2 separate regions of the Mus musculus genome follow, and region 1 is linked to region 2. A link is a contact called in public Hi-C data. All regions are on one chromosome and are shown on one strand. Each heading gives the region's core, a stretch centred on a gene start, on an enhancer-like site or on the middle of the called end of the contact. The rest is flanking DNA. Distances are from core to core; before and after follow the strand shown. Region 1 has its middle 34 kb from the start of Gm27188. Region 2 holds the start of Tcf12 (transcription factor 12).

Evidence for each region. Hi-C and Micro-C count contacts between places; a contact is called where the count stands out from the background.
Region 1: a contact with region 2 is called in a Hi-C map of the C2C12 cell line, with 1.9 times the contacts expected there. The contact joins the enhancer-like site here to the promoter of Tcf12 in region 2. A contact is called at or near these places in 6 of 39 promoter capture datasets (cranial neural crest, embryonic stem cells, frontonasal cranial neural crest and 3 more), 2 of 484 Hi-C or Micro-C datasets (the C2C12 cell line and myocytes), 3 of 115 datasets of contacts at active chromatin or transcription factors (the SCID.adh cell line, embryonic stem cells and forebrain) and 2 of 9 other capture datasets (adipose tissue and embryonic stem cells).

What each region holds. Positions count from the first base shown.
Region 1 is chr9:72,216,421-72,223,147 of GRCm38.p6, forward strand. It overlaps a transcript of Gm27188 not described here. Among named protein-coding and RNA genes, the nearest start is that of Gm27188, 34 kb to the right of the region's middle. Within about 2 kb of position 1,356, at least 17 of the 459 cell types and tissues checked have an H3K27ac peak or open chromatin away from gene starts, as enhancers often do. A contact at or near this core is called in the C2C12 cell line and myocytes, where this site is marked.
Region 2 is chr9:72,108,406-72,114,757 of GRCm38.p6, forward strand. Tcf12 (transcription factor 12) reads right to left here and starts at 3,414. Exons shown (of 21, transcript NM_011544.3): 1 at 3,171-3,414; 2 at 2,333-2,429; 3 at 1,271-1,343. The coding sequence starts at 2,407.

The DNA.
Region 1 (6,727 bases), core at 106-2,605, 110 kb after region 2:
GAATCAAATACAAGAGATGAGCTACGCCACAGCATTCCAGCCAAGGATGGCTTTCTGGCGTGATGGGGTCCTGGAAGACTGTAATACAGCGAAGTGTAAGGCGGCCCGTAGCATTTAGGCTTGTGTAAGTGCACTCCACACAGTGTGCACAGAAACAAACCGAACTACACATTTCTAACTGTGACCCCATCTCTAAGGAACACGGGCTCCTTGTGTCTCAGTCTTCCCTCAGAGACCCTGACGATCCACTACCACTCTCAATGTCAGTTCTCTGTCTGTTACACAGACAGTAACACTGCCGATTCATAGAAAGGTGTGGAGGCAAATGGAGCCATATGTGCCGAAGCATGTTTATTCTGGGAAGCCCTGTTTTTACTTTGAAGTGCTAATGGAAATGTGGGGGAAGATCAGAAGATGTTGAAATCCCCGACTTTTGTTTGAATTTGTTGTTGTTGCTGTTAGGATACTCTTATACAGTCATCAGGAGCCAGGTATGATGTGCACGCTTTTAATCCCAGTACTCGGGAGGCAGAGGCAGGTCGATCTATGTGATTTGGAGGCCAGCCTGGTCTACAAAGCAAGTTCCAGGACAGCTAGGACTATTACACAGAGAAACTCTGTTTCAAAACAAAAACAAAAACAAAAACAAACACAAACAAATAGTCATCTCAGGAAAGAGTCAGATGGGTAAGATATCTATTAGGGGTGGGGAAGGCATGCCTGTAAAAGAGAAAGCACACAGAACAGTGGAAGAGAACACCTCTATAAAGATGCCATGAACGGAGAAGCAGAAGGAAGGACAGAGGAGCAAGTATCCCAAACCATCTCAGGACTCAGAAGGTTTGTGGGGTTCAAGGTGAATCTTTAAGCCAAAGTTGTCGGTTCAAGGAGTCTGCACACACACCCCACCCCACCCCCACCCCAATCCCCCGCTCCAACCAGGTTCAGTCACTGGCTGGATAAACTGGGTCTTAACCACAAATCCAGTGGTGGATCTGCAGGCCCTTCAGCTGGGGTTGTCAGTCAAGTCCGCCCCTTGTGGCAGGAGACTTGAGTGACATGTGTCCACAGGTGCCAGGCTATCCACTGGATCCTTCTCCTCCGCCAACACTGCCTTTCTGAGTGCCTCTCCTGTTTTGCCAAATTCCTTAGCAGCCCTGGGCCGCCCACAACGTCCTCAGCAGGAGTTGCACAGAGAAGCTAAAGTACTCCCCCACCCCCACCCACCCCCCCTTTTTTTTTTCTTTTTAGTTTTGTTTTTGAAACCAGGTCTTGTGTACTCCAGGCTGGCCTCAGACTCAGTATGTAGCCAAGGATAACCTGCAACTTCTGATTCTCCTGCCACCACCTCCCTAGTGCTAGGATTACAGGCGTGTTCTGCTCTGCCGGGTTTTACGGGGTGCTGGAGACGGAGCCCAGGACATACTAGAGAAACCCTTTACAAGCCAACCTCGTCTCTCACCCCTAACATACTCTCTTTCCTTGGCTTCAGGGAGGCTAGATGCCTTTGGTAACTCTTCAATTTCACAGAGTGGGAATCCTTGCTAACCCCTTCTTCTTGAAATCTCTGAAAGCCCCCAGAGCTGTTTTCTGCTTTTCTTTATCTGAGCTCATTCCTTTTTACCTCCTTCCACCCACGGCTTACAGTGCTGTGTGTAAGGCAATGGCTCTGTCTCTAGTTGGACCTTTCCCTGAGCTCCAGCCTGAAGAGGACACAGGTTTTTCTAGTAGTTAGAACTCTGATGAGGCTTTGCCTGATGGAACACTACCCACCTACCCACTCTTCTTGCAATCACAGAGAACAATTTTAAGGACAATAGTAGATCTCTCTCTCTCTCTCTTTCTCTCTCTCTCTCTCTCTCTCTCTCTCTCTCTCTCTCTCTCTCTCTCTCTCTCGTGTGTGTGTGTGTGTGTGTGTGTGTGTGTGTGTGTGTGTGTGTGTATAGAATGCAGACATGGACACGATCAATGAGGGAACTAACTCAGGGGGAGAGAATGATGTGACTCAAAGGACAGACCACATCCTGGAATATACACAGACTTAATTTATCACAGAACTAGGTGTCTATGGCCGAGTACCACAGAGGCATTAACAGTGCCCAGCAGAGCACAGCACACAGAATTGCTTCTTCACAGTGTTTAAGCTTCGATGAAAATTAAAAATGTATGTTTACCACGGAAATATGACCTGAAGAAGTTATTCGTTTAGCCAGAGGCCGGTGGGAGAAGGGGCGGCAGGGAAGCGGGAAGGAATTCGGGGAGCAGACACTTGCCGCACAGAAGTAAAGAACCAGTCTGCTCACAAAGCTCCAAGTGACATTTCAGACTGGGTTCCCGAGGGTGTTAGGAGGGGTGACATTTCAGACTGGGTTCCCGAGGGTGTTAGGAGGGAATCACTGTGCAAATCCCCTCGGAGCCTCCAAGCCCTCTGGCAGCAGCCATGGAAAGAGGGATCCTGTACTAATGTTCTAACCATTGTTCTTAAGCACGGTGGGCCAAAGTTCACGAAGCAATATCTGCATGTTTGCACGGAGCAGGAATGAATAATGCATGCAAATTCTGTGCTTTGGGTTCCCTTGTTTAGAAATCTGCCTTGCTTGATTTGTGTGTCCGTAATCTACTTAGGCAGAGACCTTTCCTTGTGTTCTAATATCAAATAGGCTTTAGCTTAGGCAGGTCTAATGGGACCTTGTCATTGGTGGAAGCTTAATAAGGTATCAGGAGATTGCAAGTAAATTTCATTAAGAGGCCATAATCTCTACCTCATGAAAAATTGTGTGTTTAAAAATATGGGGTCAAGATACTCCTGCAATCTGCCATGCAATAGCCTAGAAATACCCTGCAGGGTGACCTGTGTACTCCTAGTTGTGAAAGTACCAGTAAGCTCGGGAGCCCGGACAATCAAGGTATGCCTTGTCCAGCCTCTAAGAGCCGAGGAGAGGATAGCTAAAGTTTGGTAGAAAATTTAAAAGGTGTGCCAGTTGTCTTTGGCCAGTTGGTTTGTTTATTTTTTCTAGAGTTCTAAATGACCACTCCAGTGCTATGCAAGAACTAAGGTGTGGGCTGGATGGGGTGTGCACGCCTGCAATGCTCGCACCATGGAAGCTTAGGCGGAACAGTGAGTGAATCTGAGGCCAGCCTGGGTTACACAGGGACTTCCAGGTGAGCTTGTAATATATAAGGAGACCCTGCTCAGAAGAGAAAAGAAAAGAAAAGAAACGAGGAAAGAAGGAAGGAAGGAAGGAAGGAAGGAAGGAAGGAAGGAAGGAAGGAAGGAAGGAAGGAGAGATTGGGTGCATTCAGGGTAGAGGGGCCAAAACTGACCAACCAACAAACAAACAAACAACCTCACTGCAGACATAAATAAAAAGTGCTTTAAAAAGGAAGGAAAAAAGGAAAAGGGAAAGGAAAAGAAAAGGAAAAGGAAAATAAATGTTGCTTACCCTAGCTGGGAAAGAATTCCTAATTTGGCATGCTCTCAGACAAACAGAAGGAACCCTCTCTAAGTTCGAGGCAATTAAGAAAGCCGCTAACAGATTTTATGAAGACTGCTGTTTCAAGTATGAAGTTCTGAGTGATCAGGCGTGAAAGCCTAGGAGGTTTCTGAAACTAGTTTTCAAAGCCTTGCGGCAAAGCATCCCGGCAGAGTCCTGTGGAAATATGAGCGGGGTAAGACTCAGCAGAAGGTGGCAGGTAGCCCAGAGCGGCATTGAAGAAAGTCAGCAGCTGCACAGGACAAGGACCCTTCCTAGCCACTCCTAGCCCAGGGGACTCACGGGTCTCCCACAAACAGAACCACAGGGCCCGCTTACTCAGTTACGAGTAGATACTGCACTCGTGGTTTCACGTATGGACAGCTCAAGAATATACAGTAGGAAACCCTACTGTTTATTCGGGTCCTGTCTAGACACGTCCAGAGACAACTAACGCTACCAAAATCTTATACACCCTTCAGTGCAATACTCATGAATATGTGCTTACTTTATGCTACGCTCTATACATGCTAGCTTGTTTTTCACTAAACGATATTTGGAACTTATTATTATTATTTAGCAGTTAAGAAAAGAAAAGGTGGGCTGAAGGAAGGGCTCCATGGTTAAGAGCAGTATCTGTTCTTCCACAGGACCCGTGTTCAGTTCTCAGCACCCACATGGCAGCTCACAACTGTCTGTAACTCCAGCTCCAGGGGATCCGACACCCTCCCACAGTCATGCATGCAAGCAAAACTATGCACATAAGATAAAATTAATTATTTTTATAAAAGAAAGAAAGGAAGGGAAATTATCCCCATTCCTTAGCAGATGAGTGGCTATGTGATAATTTATTTAACCAGGCTGATATTAATAGATATTTAAGTGATTTCTAAGCTTTGGCTTTTATATACAGTGCTTCAAAGACTGGCTCTCTACTCACAACAGTTTGCACATATTTTAAATAGTCCACTGGATAAATTCCTAGAGGTAAAAATTACAAATGCAAAGAGTGTGTGCTCACAACTTTGATGGATGAACACACCTTCCAAGATCTCTTGCTTACACAGTGCCAACGAGCTTGGGTATCTTTTCCTACATGCTGGGCTGGGGGTTGGTTTGTACTTCTCAATCTGATGAGATGGTCTTTTCATGTATGTTTTAGAGACATTTGCGTTTCCTTTTACGTAACTCGCTCACACGCTCTATACATTTATCTGCTAGGTTGTTGGCTTGTTTATACTTTCGGGTGTTGTTCTGTGGTGCTGGGATTTAACCTAGGGTCATGCACATGCTAGACAGGCGCTCTATCATTAAGTCACAACTCCAGTTCACATTTTTTAAATTAAGGTTTTTGTTTTTGTTTCTTTTAGGTCAGGGTTTTGCTATGTTACCCAGCTTTACCTCAAATTCCCAGGCTCAAGTGCTTCTCCCACCTGACTCAGCTCTCAAGGAGATTACTACGTGCAGGATCTTTTTTAAAAATCCCTATCTATTTAGACAGTTAGCATTTGAGGCTGGAGAGATGGCTGAGTGGTTAGAGCACTGGCTAGTCTTGCACAGGATCAGGATTAGTTTCCCAAGCATCCTTGTGGTGGCTCATAACCACGTGTAACTCTAGTTCCAGGGCATCTACTGCCCTCTTTTGGCCTCCATATGCACTGCAGGCACAGCATCCTTGTGTGTCATATATCCATACAGACAGACAGACAGACAGATCAACATAAAGATATGCAAGCAAACCTCATACACACAAAATAATGTTTTGAAAGTTGGTACTAGCTGGGCGTGGTGGCGCATGCCTTTAATCTCAGCACTCGGGAGGCAGAGGCAGGCAGATTTCTGAGTTTTAGCCCACCCTGTCTCAAAAACCAAAAAAAAAAAAAGAGAGAGAGAGAGAGAGAGAGAGAGAGAGAGAGAGAGAGAGAAAGTTGGTACTTTTATTGTGTTATGAATTCCAAGTATTTTCTCAATATTGCCACAGAGCTCATGGATATTTAAGATATGTATTTAAATGACAATTGGATTATATAGATAGTTGGAATCATACTTTCTTTCCTTGAGGATTTAAACATATTCTCTTCTGTTCCTTAAAATTCAATGTATTTGTAGAAGAATCTTTTGATTTGTTTTTGGCAGTTATCTCTAACTAGCCTTGGCTGACCTTGGATTCACAGAGATCCACCTCCCTCTGCCAGCCAGGGTGCTGGGATTAAAGGTGTGTGCCTTCACACCTGGCATGTGTAGAAGAATTTTGTTTTTACATTTTACAGATGAGTTATTGTGTTGCTGTTCATGTTGTTGTTGTTGTTTTGCTTTATTATTCAAGGAATTCCTCTTTCTTCCTTCCTTTCTTTCTTTCTTTCTTTCTTTCTTTCTTTCTTTCTTTCTTTCTTTCTTTCTTTCTTTCTTAGTTCCAAAGTCCCTCAGTTACATGAGGTCACATTTCAGGGTGGATCATTATGTGTCTGTTTTTTTCCTTGAAACATGACACTTTGTTGTTATTGTTGATGTTGTTGTAATTGGAGTTGAATCCTGGGCCTAAAATATTGTCAGTGCATTCGCTACCCCTGAGCTGTATTTCCAGTCCTCTTCTTACTGCTTTTTTGTCAGCAGGGTCTCACCTAGGCCAAGGCTAGCCTTGCACTTCTCGTTTTCCTGCCTCAGCTTCCTGAGAGACTAGGCCTCTCTCTCTGTGTGTGTGTGTGTGTGTGTGTGTGTGTGTGTGTGTGTGTGTTTACTACAAGCCTGAGCCCAGCCCATAGGCTCCATTGAAAGGACTATTTTCTCTAGCTGTCTTTGTTACTGTGAAGAAACTACACAACCAAGGCAACTTATCAAAGAAAACATGACTGGAGCTCACAGTTTCAGAGGGTTAGAGTCCATGACCATCATGGCAGGCAGGCAGGCAGCAGGCAGGCATGGCATTGAGCAGTAACTGAGAGCTTATATCTGCTCCACAAGTGTAAGGCAGACAGAGAGAGAGAGAGAGAGAGAGAGAGACAGACAGACAGACAGACAGACAGACAGAACAGGCTAGACTTAGGCTTTTGAAACACATCTTTTAGGCCACATCTTCTAATCCTTGCCAAACAGGTCCACTAATTAGAGACCACTCAAGCATAGCCTGGGGGAAACATTTTCATTCAAGCCACCATATCAACTGTATTGCAAGAGTTTCTCTGATTTATTAAGTGCAGATTTTAGATAATTGTCGGCTGGATCTGGTTTTTGTCTTCCATAGATATTTTTTAAAC
Region 2 (6,352 bases), core at 2,164-4,663:
ATGGCATACAGCCACTTCTTTACAAATAATTTTCTACCTCTTTCCTAAAAAGCAGAAATGTTCCAGTGATTACCAGCAAAAGGAGAGATGGTGGAAGAGCTGGACTCTGGCGAGTATTTCCTCAAGAACACTACAACTAGCCTTTAGGTTACATGCAATCAAATTGCTTTTATTTTCCTCTTTGATTTGTTAAATGACATGCTTCAGTGTCATAGTTAAAAATGGAGTTCAGCTAAACTGATGTGTGATTTTCAACAGAAACATTTTTCTAAACATGAAGTAGAAGTAGAATAAAATGTTAAGCCAGTTATAAAATTAAGCTAATTTCCAGGCTTTCTGCTCTCACAGCCCTCTGGAAAGCAGCTATGATTTTGCTAGGGTAAACGAGAAGCACTGCTCTAGTGAGCAGTGACTGAGCGGCTCCTGCCCAGACACACTACAGCCAGTTTTCTCAGGACCATGCTCTCAATGCTCTTCTCCCCATCTCTTGGACACTGAAGAATAAGTTGAAATGAAACAAATTAAACTTCTGTATCCCTGCTCTGGAATACTTACTTTTAAATTGTAAGTTTTTTTTTTTAAAGTGGGACACTATTTAGTAATATGACATAGTTTACCAAAAGCAAGCAAATTTAACATTAATAATATTGCTTAGGAATCTAACTTTAAAAAATATCCTAATATAATTTGATTACAGGACAAAAATTTGGCCCTATGTCATTTAAAATAAGACCTTATTTTAATATAGAATTATCATTTTAAATTAATATCCACAAAATTACTTATTTCCTACAGTGTAAAACCCATTTTTTAAAATAAATACAACTTATTAATTATTGTTTGACTCAATTCTACTTTTTATGCACATAGATTAAACAATACTTTTATCCATTTTAGAGCCTAGGATTTAATAACACTAATGATCTGAAGATATATTAAATGTCTGCATATATAAAAGGAACACCCGTGAACCACAAAGCTTTCTTCAAGCACTTTTCTAAATACAGTCATGACACAATCCATCATGCTCAAGACAATTTTCAATCTTAACATTCACAAAAAGAGCAACTTTAAGTCCATGCTAAAATTCTTTAAAACATCCAAGCAATCTTCAGAACAACTCTCCAAGTTTGAGGCGCTAGTAGTTTATAATTGTAACCGGACAGTGTAAAAAAATGGTGTGGCAGGCACTAAAATGCTTTATAGACTTTTCTACTAAAATATGTCAGTGCTCTGAAATAGAAATTTCTGATTTTCAACATCGTCTTACCTGACCCGCTGAACTGACTACTTCCCAGTGTTGTTGGTCTCGTTTTCCCACTATTAACAGGTGGAGAAAACATCTGCAAAATAACCCAAATGTACCTATTAATCTTAAAATTCTTCTATATTCCTTGCAAAGAAAAGTTCACCAAGTGTCATCAATTAGGTTCCTAATTTTCATAGAGAATTTGAAATAAAAATGGAAGACCCATTCAGACCAAGGCTGGCAATAACAAGTGATATTATTTACTAATATTGCTTGAGAGAACCGGTGACATTTGCTATGAAAACCCAGCCACAGGCAAGATTACAAGATAATTAAGTTTAAACAGTAAATTTTTACCCATGATCTTCACTTTGGCCCTAAGTGATTCTCATTACATTAACATTACTTAATAAGCACTTGCAATCAGAATCATGTCCGATGAAATTACCACATACAGGAAAGATAATAACAGTTCTAATACAGCAGGTATTGGCCCTGCCTTCTAGGAGCAGTTAACGTTGAAATTCAATCCATTAGTAAGAAATAAGGGCAATGGGCTCTATAGCTTCACCTTTTATTTTTAAATCATTTTCCATATTACATATGCAGACGGCATATGTATACTTAAAGCAGTCAGCTCACAAGGCTGGGAATTCTAGCGCTGGGGTTGGCTTTTTTGAAGCTGGCATCTCTCAGGTACCACAGGCTAAATGAAGTCGTGGGGAGGGAAATGCTGAGAAGTCTTCAGGAAAAAAAATATTTTTTTTCTTTCATATAAAGTCTAAAATCTCTAATAATTATCAGAAGGGAGTGACTCAACCAGAGCTCATGATTACATTGTTCTTCTTTTAACTAGTTAAATCAAATGACCCCTCTGGCATTAAAGTTTGAAATCTGCAAGTCTAGACATTACATCAAAGTTCAGGTGTCCAACTTGGGGGAGCTGGACTCCAGCCCTGAGAACTAGCGCTGAAAAGCAGATGGAGTTGCCCGCTGCCATGTCGCTTTCCCCCCTTTTCTCTCTTGCTCCCGATCTCGGGAAACCTCAGCAGAACCCCAAGATGCGGAGGAAAGCTCTCATACCGCACTGAAGTCCAGCAGGTCGCTCAGCTCCTTGTCGGTCCCTATCGCGGCCATGCGCTGCTGCTGGGGATTCATCTTCAGCCACTTCTAGCAGGTCCTAAGGCAGAGAAGACAGGCTGAGCCGCGGACACCCGGACGCTCGACGTGAGAAGGAGAGAGAGGGAGAGAGAGAGAGAGAGAGAGAGAGAGAGAGAGAGAGAGAGAGAGAGAGAGAGAGAGAGAGAGGCAGCGCTCGGGGTGGGGGGCGCCGAGCGACACGCCAGATCCCCACGCATACCCGAAGGACAGTGACGGAAGCCGCTCCGACACGGGAGCCCACGCGTGGCTCCGTGGCTCCCGCAAGTTTCCAAGGTGGCTCGGCTTCGGGGTGCCCCCGGGGAGGAGTACGGAGCGAGCCCGCGCCCAGCGAGGGAGCGAGAAAGCGGCGGCGACCCGGAGACCAAGTGACTCACTCGCTCAGCAACAATAGAGCTGACAAGTTGCGGGGAGCGCGCCGCTCGCAGGCCCGCGTCTGCGGCCCGGACGTCCCCAGCGGGGGTCCCCGGCTTGGTTGAGAGCGCCCCACGCGCGTCCGCGCCCCGCAAACTCCCGCCCGGCCTCCACCTCCCACTTGGGCCGCCCTGCCCCGGACTCGCGGAACAATGAGGCGGGCTCGGCGGCTCCCCGGCCCCGAGCGCCGAGCCCCGAGCGCCGCGCAGGCCGAGCGCCGCTGCCCGGGCCTGGACCCCGCAGCTCGCGCCTCCGCCCCGCCGCGCGCCGCAACTTGGACGCGGCCCCGGGCTCCGCGCCGTACAAAGGGACCTGAGTTCCGCACGTCCCGCCCGCCGCCCGCGGTTACCTGCCGCCCGGGCTCCGCATCCAACCTTCCCGATTAAAGTTCACTTTGGCCGGGAGCGCGGGCTCAGGCTTTCCCCCTCCCCACGCGCCGCCGGCGGCTGCGTTGCCTCGGGCCCCCGCGAGTGCTTGAGTCGGCGCGACTCGGGCGGCTCTCGGGCTTAGCCGCCCGTGGCTCCCCGGGCGGGCTGGCTGTCCCCCCGATAGAACTTGTGGGTCTCCTCAGGCGGACATTTTTTTTTTTTTCCGCTGAGGCGGCCTCAGCACCGAGCTCCGCTCGCCTCCGGATCCCTCCGCGCCTCAAGCGCGTCGGCTTAACCCCTCGCTGCCCGGCGCGCTCCCGCCTCCCGCGCCGAGGAAGTGGGACCGCGGAGGGGGCGGGGAGGCACGGGGCGGGGCGGAGCGGCGGACGGACAAAGCCCACGGCGGGCGGCGGCCGTCTCCTCAAGCTCACTGCGCCCCGAAGTGCCGCGACGGGGACGCAGCTGGGCAGCATCTGGATCTGCCACCCGCAGCCATTCCGGAGCTCAGCCACGCCGGACGCGGGAGGCGAGGCCGGCTGTGGAGCCGCAGCTGTGGTGGGCGGACTCTGTGGGAAAAGCGCAAAGCCCCTCACGCCGCGCTCATCAGCTTGCTCACCTGAGCGTGCCGTCCCACCTGAGCCCCGCGCTGCAACACCAAGTTCTGGGAAAGGATTGCGCCTGGCCTTTGCTGTAACCAGAGAGACAGCCCCAGGAAGTTAAGTCTTGATGAGCAAGTTCCGAACTTGGCCTGAAGAAGCCCCAAAGAAAAAGGGGAAAAATTCGGCCTTGGAAGTTAAGGTTTACTTGAGGGGAAGCTAAGGTGATTGTGTTGAGGTCTGCGAGCACAGAGAAGACCAGCCAGGCCCAAGCAGAAGAAACACTCGAGACAAGCATCCAAAGAAACGAATTGAAGACAGTGGCCAACTCTTGAGTATCCTGACTGTAAGAAGGAGCCGTTGGCCTCAGAAGTTCATATAAAGAAGATAGTTAAATGTGCCATTGCTGTACTTACTGCAACCAGAGCTGTCCAACCAGAGAAGCAAATTAAGGTTTATATGTGGGACCTCCGTATAGACCATTCCAGAACTAATGGTAGCCTACTCACCCCCAAAGCCAGTCCCACTTAGGTACATACATGCTTTGGCAACTTGTGGAGTGTGTCTCCATCCTAAACAAAGTAGCATGATTTCACCTAAAAAATGATAACGATCCCGTTTCCAACTAAGACTAGCGGATGGTTAACCCACATACAAATAGGCAATTTGCTGAAGTCTTTGAGAACATTTTTGCAAATGCTATAAAAAAAAAAAATGAATGTCATCTTCCAAACTCAAGATCTAGCCAGAGTAAATCAAACAGACAAGAAGAAAGTCTTCGCAAGGAGAGATCTGATCTTTGATGATGTTTCCAATATAAATCAAACAGTTCTGAGCCAAGTCTAGCATCATTGATTAAATGAACAGGGTTTGGTTATCCGTAATTTGGTGTATACAAAAGTGAGGCAAAAAGCAGTCACAGAACAACCAGGAAATTTGATTAGGTAACTGGTAAAGCCATATTTCTGTGGTACAATCTCTAGGGAAGATGCTGAGGTTTGGTCTTCTGCTATGCATTGTAATACTAACTACTGGCCTGGTTGCCCCCAGGGATGAGAGAATCTGCACTTAGGTAACCTTGTCCCCAAGTTATCCCTGATTGGTGAATAAAGATACCCACTGCCTATGAGCAGAAGAGAGATAGGCAGAGTTTTGGTTCTTGGGCTTGGGGTTCCCAGTCAGGAACCAGGAGGAGAGGGTAGTAGGTAGAGAGAAGAGAGCACACCATGGGGTAGGTGAATCATGAAAACATGGCCATGAGAGCTGGCCACTTGGAGTTAAGGACAGCCAGATGAAATGTGGCAAGTTACAACTCGGGGTTATTGATAGGGAAGTAGACATAATAGCTTAGAAGGTAGATATCTGACCAGATCTAGTACATTAAAGGGTCATTATAAATATAAAAGTTGTGTGTCTTTTGTCTGAGAATTGAATGATCAAAAGCAGAGTAGAAACCCCTGATTGAGATAAATAATTACTACAAGAAGAAGGGGTGGCATGAAACCATGCGAGATGTATGCTGTTTCCAAGGCAAAGGAGAGGCAGCTTATACTGCTCACACAGCTATTTTAGAGGACATCAGAGGATTCACTTTGAAAGTCTGACTGGGGAAGGTTTTCATATCTATTGTGGAAAATTCAATTTTATTTTGTGTGTTGTTTTGTCATTAGATTGTGAGTTCCTTGTGGGTTGGTACTGATAAGCACCTAGCATTGTATCCAGGATACTAGACTTGATGGTAACCTGAATTTATTTCTTCTGTTTTAAGCTATATCAAGTCATTCTATTATAGTTACTTAATATGTAAATATATTTCTGTACATGTGGCTTTATTTAAAAGAGAGCTAGAATTTTGAAATTAGAGGATGAAATTTTTTATACTTTCAAATGGTATCTGTGTGTTTCTAAATAAAGAAATAATATTCCCATCAATAATGGGCCAAATCTATTCCTGAAAAATATGGAAGACTCAATATTGAAAGTGGAGCTTTAGGGCTGGGTATATTGCATAACCCAAAGTGGGTTGATTTGTTTCTTGGGTTTGAGGGTGGGGGTGGTTGTTGTTGTTGTTGTATAATTTTGGGGTTGGTTAGTTGGTTGGTTTTGTTTTTACTTTTGTTTTTTGTCTTGGCCCCACCTGAGTCCTATCCCTAGGAAGTACATGGTTGAAGGAGATACCAAATCCCAAAGTTGTCCTTGGACTTCTATGTACATTCTATAGTATGTTGTTCATGCACTAACACACATACACACAAAGTAAATAAATGTAAAAAATATTTAATCTGAACTTTATAGCACTTATTACATTATTTATTGAGTATGCTGGATAGAGCTAGAATTCTATTGAGAATATGAGAAAGAACTAGCAACAAAAATCCTGTTAATTAACAGTAAGTACTAAGTTAATATCAATAAGTAAATATTGAAAAAATATTTAGCACACATTTCTTACATGGTCAAGGTATGGTGTTAAATGCTTTTGGAACCAAAAGTCTAAAATCTACCTTGTCCTCAACAAGATTGTCATTCAAAAGCTTTGCTGTCCTACTGTAGCTTGCCATGAGCAG